Linked DNA regions of Mus musculus: all the other regions are linked to region 3. Evidence: chromatin contacts called from public ChIA-PET, HiChIP or PLAC-seq and Micro-C data. All regions are on one chromosome and are shown on one strand. Each heading gives the region's core, a stretch centred on a gene start, on an enhancer-like site or on the middle of the called end of the contact. The rest is flanking DNA. Distances are from core to core; before and after follow the strand shown. Region 1 has its middle 20 kb from the start of Lrmp. Region 2 holds the start of Sox5os3 (SRY (sex determining region Y)-box 5, opposite strand 3). Region 3 has its middle 5.1 kb from the start of Gm32124. Region 4 overlaps Sox5os3 (SRY (sex determining region Y)-box 5, opposite strand 3).

What was found. A called contact is a pair of places that touch in the nucleus more often than the background predicts. ChIA-PET counts read pairs in DNA pulled down with a chosen protein or histone mark. HiChIP or PLAC-seq counts read pairs in DNA pulled down with a chosen protein or histone mark.
Region 1: a contact with region 3 is called in an RNA polymerase II ChIA-PET map of effector CD8 T cells, with 16 read pairs. The contact joins two enhancer-like sites. A contact is called at or near these places in 2 of 484 Hi-C or Micro-C datasets (Th1 cells and natural killer cells), 1 of 115 datasets of contacts at active chromatin or transcription factors (effector CD8 T cells) and 1 of 9 other capture datasets (adipose tissue).
Region 2: a contact with region 3 is called in a BATF HiChIP or PLAC-seq map of CD8 T cells, with 30 read pairs. The contact joins the promoter of Sox5os3 here to the enhancer-like site in region 3. A contact is called at or near these places in 2 of 15 datasets of contacts at CTCF or cohesin (CD8 T cells and large pre-B cells), 15 of 484 Hi-C or Micro-C datasets (B cells, CD4 T cells, CD8 T cells and 8 more), 6 of 115 datasets of contacts at active chromatin or transcription factors (CD8 T cells, DN3 thymocytes, effector CD8 T cells and 2 more) and 2 of 9 other capture datasets (bone marrow-derived macrophages and embryonic stem cells).
Region 4: a contact with region 3 is called in a Micro-C map of B cells, with 2.3 times the contacts expected there. The contact joins two enhancer-like sites. A contact is called at or near these places in 1 of 15 datasets of contacts at CTCF or cohesin (CD8 T cells), 8 of 484 Hi-C or Micro-C datasets (B cells, the CH12 cell line, Th1 cells and 3 more), 1 of 115 datasets of contacts at active chromatin or transcription factors (CD8 T cells) and 2 of 9 other capture datasets (bone marrow-derived macrophages and embryonic stem cells).

What each region holds. Positions count from the first base shown.
Region 1 is chr6:145,100,073-145,102,772 of GRCm38.p6, forward strand. No RefSeq gene overlaps it. Among named protein-coding and RNA genes, the nearest start is that of Lrmp, 20 kb to the right of the region's middle. Within about 2 kb of position 1,334, at least 64 of the 459 cell types and tissues checked have an H3K27ac peak or open chromatin away from gene starts, as enhancers often do. A contact at or near this core is called in Th1 cells and effector CD8 T cells, where this site is marked.
Region 2 is chr6:144,671,607-144,674,306 of GRCm38.p6, forward strand. It overlaps Sox5os3 (SRY (sex determining region Y)-box 5, opposite strand 3), which reads left to right and starts at 1,262. Exons shown (of 3, transcript NR_040519.1): 1 at 1,262-1,486. It also overlaps a transcript of Sox5 not described here.
Region 3 is chr6:144,901,506-144,904,205 of GRCm38.p6, forward strand. No RefSeq gene overlaps it. Among named protein-coding and RNA genes, the nearest start is that of Gm32124, 5.1 kb to the left of the region's middle. Within about 2 kb of position 1,301, at least 178 of the 459 cell types and tissues checked have an H3K27ac peak or open chromatin away from gene starts, as enhancers often do. A contact at or near this core is called in B cells, CD8 T cells, the CH12 cell line and 11 more, where this site is marked.
Region 4 is chr6:144,692,008-144,694,707 of GRCm38.p6, forward strand. Sox5os3 (SRY (sex determining region Y)-box 5, opposite strand 3) reads left to right here. Exons shown (of 3, transcript NR_040519.1): 3 at 1,253-1,825. It also overlaps a transcript of Sox5 not described here. Among named protein-coding and RNA genes, the nearest start is that of Sox5os3, 20 kb to the left of the region's middle. Within about 2 kb of position 1,389, at least 47 of the 459 cell types and tissues checked have an H3K27ac peak or open chromatin away from gene starts, as enhancers often do. A contact at or near this core is called in B cells, the CH12 cell line and bone marrow-derived macrophages, where this site is marked.

The DNA of each region.
Region 1 (2,700 bases), core at 84-2,583, 200 kb after region 3:
CGGGTAAGAGCACTGACTGCTCTTCCGAAGGTCCTGAGTTCAATTCCCAGCAACCACATGGTGGCACACAACCGCCCATGATGAGATCTGATGCCCTCTTCTGGTGCGTCTGAAGACAGCTACAGTGTACTTACATATAATAATAAATAAATAAGTCTTTAAAAAAAAAATAGGTGCTCAGAAGCAAAAACTGAGTGGCATGGCACATGGTGTGGCCTTGCAGAAGTGGAATCGTTTGTATGTGTCTGTCTGTCTGTCAATGTCCCTCATGGCGGGCTGTAAAATAAAAGAATTATGCTTAGCATCATCTAGCTCCAATTGAAAATGATGATTTATTTATCAGGCTCTGCGCAATTACTGGGGGATTACCCCTAATCTAATCCTCTAACCCTAGACTGGGTGCTTCCCCAGCTGTGGACCCCAAGCTGTTTGAATCTTTCTGAGTTATTTTCCTCCAGCAGGCTGCTGTTCTGGGGAGGCATTTCACTCCGTCCATCATGGCTAGTGGAGAGCTACTGTTCTCTCTGTCTTTTCTTCCTCCTCAGCTCCCTCCCCCTCCCCCTCATGGTCCCTACCTTCAAACCCCTCCACCTGGAAACTCGAAACTCCACCTCTCTCTATTCTCCCCAGTAATTGGTTGTAGACATTTTTATTTAACCAACGGTTTTAAATTGGGGAGTAGGGTTTGCACAACGAAGGCTGGGAATTTGCCCCTCTTGGGACAACCATATCTTGGGATACAGAATTTAGCATTTGAATATATAACAGCATCAGACCCACCCCCAACAGTGGGCACAACCTAATCTGAAAAGAAGTCTAGCTGCTTGGGTCATGGCTGTTTCTTTATTTCGGGGACCTACTTAGCCACTGTCTGACTTTCACTCCCTAGGACTGGGCTCAGGAACAAACAGTTTAAGCGTATGAAACTGATTGCCGAATTTAGCTTAAAGACTTTTAATTTTAGCTTTTCACTTCTGTCTTTTTTTGGGGGTGGGGGTGGGGGAGGTTGTTCTTTATAACTTTCCACGGGTTATTTTTAGCACCTAAACACTTCCTGTCCATTGTAAGAATGACACCGTCCTGGGGAGCCCAGGAAGCAAAACCAAGCGGTGGCCCTCACTGTTCTGGGTGGTTTGCTATACACGTTTCCGTGGCCGCTTCTGTCAATGTGGCTTTGGGTTTTGTTTTGTTTTTTTAACTGTGGAGATGTTTGTTAAGACATACAAAAGTAAAGTGGGTAGCATACCGAACCTTTACACCATGGAGCCAGGGAGATAGGTGGTTCAACACGCACACACAGAGGCCCAGTGTCCAAGGCTTAACACTCATGTTAGCTCCCACATGGTGGAAGAGAGAGCCAGTTCCCAAAATTCTTCTGAGCTCCACCTACCCGATGAAGTGCGTACACGCTCTCTCAAACACACAACCAAATAAATACAATGTAATATAATTTTTATAACCTTATATTTGTATGTCTCATTTCTAACTCTTCCCTGTTTCTCCCCCCCCCCCTTTGGGGCTAATTCTCAATAGGACATTTCACTCAGATATGTCAGTACACATGTCTACAAGTCAACTGATAGTTATTTTAAAATTTTTATTACATTTAGTTATCAGTGCTGTATGTGTGTGCAAGCATGCACACATGGAGATCAGAGGACAGTTTGCAGGAGCCTGTGTGCTCCTTCTACTGAGTTGGTAGGACTTCAGCCCGCATCCTGCCCTGTGACAGCTTGACAGGATGGCAAAGGTTATATGGATTATTTTTAGAATCTGATGTATTGGTACCTCATTCATCATAAATGCATGTTTCAGGCCAGTGAGATGTCTCAGAGACTAAAGGTTCCTGCCACCAGCCCTAATAGCCTGAGATCATCTTGGAACCCAGATAGCTGAAGGAGAGAAACCAGCTCACAAGTTTTCCATTGACCTACACATGCACAGTGTGGCTCATGTGAACCTGCACACATGTGCACAAGCTTATACATGCAAAGTACATAGAATTTAAAAATGTTGTCCAAACTCAGGATGGTGTTCTGTTGCCTAGGATACACAAAGTACCCAGGTTCACCCGCTAATACCATGTAAGTCAGGCGTGGTTACACACACCTGTAACCCATCTGTTGGTGGGTTGGCCTGATGCTGCTTATATTCTGATGCTAATTTGAGCCCCCAAAACTGGTTATCCAGAGACAGAGAGTCCCCATGTAGATGCTAGCTGCACCCTTCCCCCAGTTAATTGTGATTGGTGAATAAATATGACAACAGACAATAGCTGGGCAGAAGAGACATGGGTCCTCACGGGCTTGGGTCCTTCCTGTTGACTTCTCGGCCCACATTATTAACCACACAGTGCTCTTTGTTTGTGGAAGAACTTAACACAGATGGTCTTAGACGTTTAATTATTCTCCTCCATCTGTGTTAGAACTGCCTTCACTGGAACAAAAATTTGTGTAAGATAAATACTAAAATAAGTACTTGCTCATAAAAACCGTATCTCCATCATGGGCTTCCAGGGTTGCCCGTAGCAAGTTCTGTCAAAATAAAGTTATGAAATTGATTGTAATTCTTTGGGAGATAGTATACATTGTACATAGAAATACAAAAAATAAGGGTAGATTTCTGAGACAAGGTCTTACGTGACCCAGGCTGGCATGAATCTCAGTGTAGACCACTCATGGCTTGAATCTCCTTATCTTT
Region 2 (2,700 bases), core at 12-2,511, 230 kb before region 3:
TTTTGCAGTCAAATTAAATTAGATGGAAAGGAAAAGGAAAATCTGAGGTCCATCCTAAAGGCTGGTCCTCTTACCAGCCAGGTCATCTCCATGGTAACTAACCCTCTCTGCAGAAAGCATGTCCAGTGGACGACACTGGTATCCGCCGCCACATCCGGTGGCTTCCCGAAAGCTTACACTATAAGTAACAAAGGAAGCTTCCCCCAACCCATCAGCAGAATGACAGGGAATCTGACCACCAGCCAGCCACAGAGAGATAGTCAACTTCTGACACTGTGGGCCTAACAAATGGGCAAGTGTAGGGCAGACCCAGCTAAGGGGGTGGTGTTCAAACTGCCATCTTCTCAGAATTGCTTTTACTTGGGCTATAAACCTTCCTGGACCCTGTAAGACTACCTTTGCACTCTGAGGGACAATCTGTCTAATATTAGAACTGTCATTTGTGAGTTCTCCTCCACTCCGGTGCTGCCTCTGAGGTGACTTCCCATCCTTGTGAGGTGTGTGACAAGCCAGGAACATTAATGGATGTAAGGGTGAGTCCTCACTGGCAAAAGCGAGACAGCAGCAGCTGAAAGTTCTTCTGGGGGAGTTTCCTCCACACACATTCTGGAAGTCTGGCATCTACCTGGTAAAATGCAGCTAGCCCAAACCCTCACTCTTATATTTAGTGTCCTCTACTAAGTGACCAGACAACTACAGAAAGAAAAGGGGAAATATTACCTTTTTAGAGAACAATTGGTTACATGGCTGACATGCCCCAAGCCGATCTGTAAGGCCATAAAAAATGGCCCAGAGGGTTTTTTCATCAAATACACTAATTTTGGATTTTGCCACCATAGCCGCCAACGTGAAAAGATAGAACCCACAATATAAGATATGAAACATACCAGCCCATGTCTATCTTACTCAAGAGAGCTGGGAAGAAAATGGTTTGGTGTGAGGTGGGTTTCCACCGGTGGCTATGAAGCCGTGAGTCATGATATTCCACCCCTGATAGAACAGCAATAGGCATGAGTCAACTGGCATCGGGAAAGAATGGCTCCTCTTGGTGGGTGACACGTTCATATTGTCATGCCAGCAACTGTGCTTGACTGGGGTTACACCACAAGCTCTCGTCTCCTTTTCTGCAGCACTAACTTGATTTGGCTTGGGTGCCTTGTGCTACTATAATGTCATAGGGGCTGGAGTATGACCTCATAGGGGCTGGGGTATGACGTCAGCAGGGGCTGGGGAGGGGCTCAGTGAGTAAGGAGCTCATTTTGTAAGCAGAGGTTCAGAGTCTCTTCCCCAGAGCCCGTGCTAAGAAGACAAGCAGCACGTGTGATGCTGTGTGCTGTGAAGCCAGCACAGGCATGGCAGGCAGTTGGCTGGTCAGGGGCTTCTGCAGGGAGAGGCGATTGTTGCCAAACTGGACAACACAAGCTCACTTTCCAGGGCCTGTGTGATCGAAGGAGGTGACTGACATGTGCAAACTTCCTCTAACTCTGTAAGTACATTCTGACATGTGCATGCCCATACACATACACTGACATGTGCATTCACACACACACACACAGAGCACACATTAGAACAAAGATAGCTGTAAGCTCTCTATAATTAAGGGCGAGAGACACACTCAGCAGGAGAAGAATTTGCTCCTCTTGGAGAAGACTCGGCTTTGGTCGCCAGCACCCTCATGGCAGGTAACAACGGCTTGTAATTCTAGTTTTAGGGAATCTGATGTTCTCTTTGGCCCGCTCTACAGAGAGGTTGCTGCACATGCATGGTGCACATAAACTTATGAATATAATGAAAATACATAATAAATCAATCAATCATGGGGGTCTGTTTTAAAATGTGTTTAAATTTTGTTTGAAATTCCTTCCCAATTTTTTTGCTTTCCAATCTTACCACAGCATTGTCTATTTAAAGCCATATTTGAGCCAGGTATGGTGGCTCACATCTATGATACAAGCACTCAGGGACCAAGTTTAGGGCCACCCTGGGCCACATTGTAAGCTCCAGATCAGCCTAGTCTATGGGACAAGGCTGTTTCAATAAAATAATAATAATAAGATGATGATGATGGTGGTGGTGGTCGTGGTGATGATGATAAAGCTGTGTTTCTTTTCCTTTGAAAATGTATGCCTGTCTTTTATCCACAGAAACATGGAAGTAGGTTACAAACCAGAAGTGTCTGGCTAGGTCTCCACTCTAAGACACCACACTCACCATTGACAGCGCGTGGCTGGATTTAAACACACACAGACAGGAAGGGCTGCAGCCGAGGTTCAGAATTCACCACCACCAAGGAGACAGTGAGGAGCCTTAGAAGTCACTGTGTCATATTTACTTTGGAAATTGCCATTATAACTGAAATTCAGTTTGACAGCCTGGTTTTAAACTTCTAAACGCTTAGAGATTTTATCTACCTAATAAACTTGTGGCTTTATAAACCCACAAGGCTCCCATGATAGCATCTTATTTGAAAAAGGTGTGAGCCTGCCAGGTGTAAGGGAGCATTTGTGATCTCCGGATTGGTGAACCGCAAAGTGCCGATCTATTTTCAGAGATTACAGGGAAGGCACCGGTGCCACTGGTTAAGATAGCAAACTGATTTCTTCAATAAACGAGTGCTTCATTCGCTCACCACAATTTTCTAAAATTGCCCTTTTGATCTGAGGCGTCCAATCCTGCCACAGTGTAAGTTTTTATTTTGGA
Region 3 (2,700 bases), core at 51-2,550:
ATATAATCATCTGTGTATGTGTGTGTGTGTGTGTGTGTGTGTGTGTGTGTGTGTCCATGTAAGAAAGTGAGGGAGACTTAGAGGTGGAAAAATAACACATTCCAGCCCATAATATGCTGCCGCCCTCTGTGTCCCACAATCCATGAAGATGCAGTGAGACGCCATAGGTCAATCAAAGCCAGGAAGGCTGAAATGTGTGCTAAAGTGTAGGGATTAAAATATTATGCCTGACACTGTATAATGCATGGTGGGAGAAAAAAAATTTTCGTGAGTATAAATTAGCTTTACTGTTGAGTGTAAAAGTCTTCCTTTTGGTTATTTATGAAGCTTCATCTTGAAGATTGCCTTCCCTGCGTAACAAGCAAATCAGAATTTGTCATGTGCAAATCTTGTAAAGATTGCAAGGCCGGTGCATAATTAGCCTCAGAAAAGTGTGACCAAACTGAGTGAGAAATAAAAACACTATGTAAAGGCAGGCAGGCCAGGGGAGGTTGGGGCGTGTTTGGGGCGTGGTCAGTCGTGGTGGGCCTTGATCAGGGTGTGGTCGGGCCTTGGGCGGGGTGTGGTTGGAGTGTGGTCGGCCCTGGAAACTTTCACTCTAGGTTTTCCTGACTTGGTGATATATGTTCAAAGTCTGGAGAGAAAGTAAAATTATGTAACAAGTGTTTCTCTTCTGCTGTTCAAACGGCTGCTATTGTTCCTAGATCAAAGACTTTGGTGATGAAGTGCTTACAGGGCTCTGAGTAGGAAGAAATATTTAAATAGGGAAGAACAGAGAGCGCAAGCTGGCAGAAGAAGGAAATAAGGGGTGGGGAGGAAGGGCTGGCGCGGTGATCTGCCAACGGTGAGTGCCTAAGACCCTCAGACTGGAGCATGCCTAAGCTTCCCCGCTGACAACCTCACTCAAGCTCCGGTTGTATTTCTGCTCTAAAAATCAGAGGCGAGCTCCCCCCACCCCACCCCCTGGTGCCACACATGTGCCCTTCTGCCTAATCCAGTGTGTAATGTTCTGAAGTCATGTTTGAGTTTCCTGTAAGGCACACACCGCCCTTCTTCACCAAAGAAAGACTTGTTTCGAGGTCAGATGTTTCTCACCAAGACACGGAGAAAATCCCCAGCTAATTGCTGTTGTTCAAACCCTCTTCCATCTCCTGCCTCCAGGGATGGAAGCCCGGTGCCCCCGGGGACCATTACATAGCAGTCTGTCAGGCCTTCGCGCCTGCGCAGCCTGCTGAGCTCATCCTCTGGCAGGGTGGAGTGCAGGCCAACGCTGGGTGTGAAAGCTTTGAGGGGGAAAACCCAGGAAGTGGTCGGATGACTCCGTGCTGGTACTTTGTTGAGTCAGACCTGGGATGGTTTCAGTGTGCAGAGTAGACACCAAGCTGCCAAAGAGATGTCCATCCTCTCTCTTGTCCCTTGGGTGTTCCTCAGACCTCGGGACCTCTTCCCTCACTTTGATTGCGGAGTCAGTGCCTTCAAGCCCACTGTTCTGTCCCAGCCCAGGTACCTGACAAAGCAGCTGCAGGGCTGCTAACAATACACTCGTTGTGTCTGTAGAGTGAGAGCCAACACAGAGCGTGTCCGGAATCTGATTCTTAGTTGTACAGAGCCTCCTGCAGCCTGTATTCTCTTTAAAATGCTTTAGCTGTTCCTGAATGTCTTCTGGACCAGTTCTTATCACTCTGGCAAACAGGCTACTTAAAAGGAGGAATGGCTCTTTGGGGCTCATGGTTTGAAAGGGTACAGAGGGAAAGGCGAGGAATTCACTGCTGGGGGAGCAGAGGGTACGGCTGAGAGTCTTCACCTCTCCACACACCAGCAGGCAGGAAGTGGGGTCAGGTCACAAACCTCGAGGTCCGCCCCAAAAGCAACCCACTTCCTCCAGAGAAGCTTCGTCTCCTGAAGGCTCCGTATCTCCCCCCACAGGACCACCAGCTGGGAACGGGTGTTCAGATGCCCGGGCCTGGGGGCACAGTCACATCCAAAGCATACATAACGCACTCCTTAATCAAGTCATTGTCTGCACTCTGAGAAGCACTGTCGAGCAAATGTCTTGTCACTTAATCTTGTCACTTGGACAGAGTGGTTGCAGCATAAATTCATATGGAGAAGACATCTGATAGAGTTTAAGTCCTGCACAAAGCAAATTAAGGATTTCTGGGAACTGAGTAGGCAATAAGGTAGAAGGGAACAGGGGGAGGGGGTGGAAATGAACATCCGTGCTCTACCCATGCATCCAAACAGACATTGCTTTAAAAAAACAAAAAGTCAATTTCCATGTATCCGTGCCCTTTATAACCTTCCTAGGGAAGGTTGTAGGACTTTCTGTGGTCTTTCTATACTGTAAATATGAGCGTGATAATGCTTTTCAAACATTTCTACTCCAAAAAAAAAAATTCTTTTAATGAAAAGCTACAGCCCAGAAGTCAAAGGGTCCACACCCACCCTCCCATGCTGTTCATGTCTGTGGGTTCCAGTAATTATCCTTAAAAATTCCCTGAGAGCAATTTCTTAGATTAATGACCTTCAGGGAGGCTGACACCTTCAGAAGTTAGCAAAAGTTCCCCCTCATTAGAGAATGTGCAGGTGGAATTAAGTTTAAAGAGATGGGGAGACTGTGCTGCCTTAGCTCGGAAGATCCTCTGTGGAAGAGGGATGGATGCAGGAGGGTCAGAACACAGAGAAGGGACAGGGGACTGG
Region 4 (2,700 bases), core at 139-2,638, 210 kb before region 3:
GAGTTATAGGATAGAGTTAATAACTGGCAATAATGGATATTGCACTTTTTCCCACACTGAGGCCTCTTTATTCAACATTAAACATGTCAATACCCTCGCTTCAAACTTGAAGCGTGTAGCTCCCTTTTTCTGTCTACCAACAGCAAGAGGGCCTTTTCGGCCGCTAGCATTCAGATGTGTCGCCATGCTCGGCTCTCTGCTACCCTCTGACGTAACCACTACATCACATCCACACGAAGGCACTAGATGCCTCATGAGACATGCAGGTTTTTTGATTATAGGTTCTTGCCATTGCTTGTTGTTTGAAACAAAGTCTCCTATAGCCCAGCCTGGTCACTGTGTTATTATTTAGTTGAAGCTGGACTTGAACATCTGATTCTTCTGCCTCCACCTCTAAGTTCTGGGACTGCAAGCATGCACCACCATGCCTCACCATAATTATGTTTTGAAATACAGTATTTTAATAGGTTAACTGGTAGCCCGTATACCTTTCATCAGATAATGCAAAACTCAAGACCCCCCACCCCTGTGCAGACTCAGTAGCCTGGCTAAGCACTATCAGATGTGAGTCACCAACAAATCGAGTCATTGATTTAACACCAGTGGATGCATTTGGAAAATAGCTGTTTCCAGCAACCGACCACACTAGTCTTAGCAGTTACAATAGAAAGCCTTTCTTAGACCAGTGTTTCTCAACCTGTGGGCCATGACCCTTTGAGGGCTAAATGACCCTTCACTGGAGTCCCATATCAGATATCTTGCATACCAGATATTTATTTATATTACAATTCACAACAGTAGCAAAATTACAGTTATGAAGGAGCAACAAAATAATTTTACAATTGGGAGGTCACCACAATGTGGGGAACTGTGTTAAAGGGTCACAGCATTAGGAAGGTTGAGAATCACTGCTTTAGACTGAGCCCACATGGCCCCTACCATGAGCACATGGGAGAAACTCTAGTCTACTGATGTGAGCAGATCTCTTGCCTCCAAGAGCCATCTTGACCTTGGAGCCCCTCTGTTCCTGTATCTTCCTCAAGCCATTTTGCTTGCTAGTCCCTGTAATTCCTTTAAGGCACAACACAGCACTAGTTAGAAATAAGGCATCTTGCATACACTACTGGTGTAGGTAAATCTGGGGACCCCTCCAACAGAGTTCATAATTCAGTGGTATTCGCTCATGCTGACTCTTCTGGAGCCTCAGAGACCCTTCCCTAATAAACATGTGTTTGCTAATTTTTCTTTCTAGAGAGAGACTTTCTGTTGACCTTAACAGCAGTGGCCTGTCAAGCCATCCCAATGAGATGAATTTGAACTCTGATGCTGTCAGTTACTCATTGCTAACTCACTCCAACCTGGCAAGCTCTTCAAATGTAACCGTCATCTTCCAGCAAGGGGCTCACCCAGTAAGTGGGGATGTATCACAGCCAAAGGCACAACGCTCTGGCAAGATCCTCGAAGTTTCCATTTCTACTGTCAATCTAATCCATGTCACCAGATTTCTTTGGCTTTAATGTCATGGCTTTCAGTATCATTGACCCAAAAGCTTGCTAATATCTAAAATCAGCGTATCGAATGTATCCATCTCATCATCCAGAAATGTTTAAACAAATGAGAGGGGTGTGTGACTTGAAGATAGCTGGTATGAAAGCAGAAGTGGGAACGATCTGAGGGATGAGAGGAAGTGGGCAGAGGAGAAATGGGAGGGTTGTGACTCATGTATATGCAAATGCCATCATGAAACCCATTGTGTGTATGCTGACTAAAAGATCAACTTACAGCATGTTTTAATATGAAAAATAAAAGGAATGGGGGTTGAAAGACAGCTCAGCAGATGAGATGGATGAGTTTGATCCACAGGATCCCACACGTGGAAGGAGAGAACTGACTCCGGCAAGTGGTCCTTTGGCCTCCACACGCGCACCATGACATGCCTCCCACATACATAGCTATCATATAATATAGAGTATTTTTAAAAGAACAGGAAGGAAGTAAATAATAAAGCACATGTTTCATTTAAAATGAAAAAACAAACCTAGCTGCCTATATATCACCCAGATAAAAACATTAAACAAACTTTTAATTTCACTAGATGAAAAGCGCTCACTTAAAAAAATAATAGCCATGCTAGCAACCAGCATCCTAGCAGTAGGGAAAGCCCATGAATTGCTTTAAAATATTGTAGCTTTCCAAATCATACAGAAAGAAATCCAAAGGGAAAGTCTTGTCTCACCAACTGGCAAACTGTGGAAAGCTGCTCTTCGCCCCCACGACACTCACTCCAGCCACCACCGAGTCCATGAACGTATACTGAGACGCCGTTATTATTGCAGCTCACGGGTAGGTGTGCTGCAATGGTATGTTCCTACCAGTAGACTGCATGCTGCCTTTCAGTACTCTGAGAACGAGCCAGTAGGGACGAAACTCCTTGGTCTGTAAGAACTCAAGGCCTTACCTAATGTGACCTATGTCTATGGTGTCTTCAGCATCAGGGTCTCATATTACCTTCTGGTGGCTAACCAAGAGCATCAGCAATAGCCTATATCTGGGGACACCTTTGACCAACAACCTGAGGGGAGGCATCCCATACCTACATTGGAGTGGGCAGCCCACACCCAGAAGTCCAAATTGGAGTCAATGAGTTTTGCTTCTTCTTCTTCTTCTTTTTTTAAAGGATACCTAGTTGGGAGGCGTGTG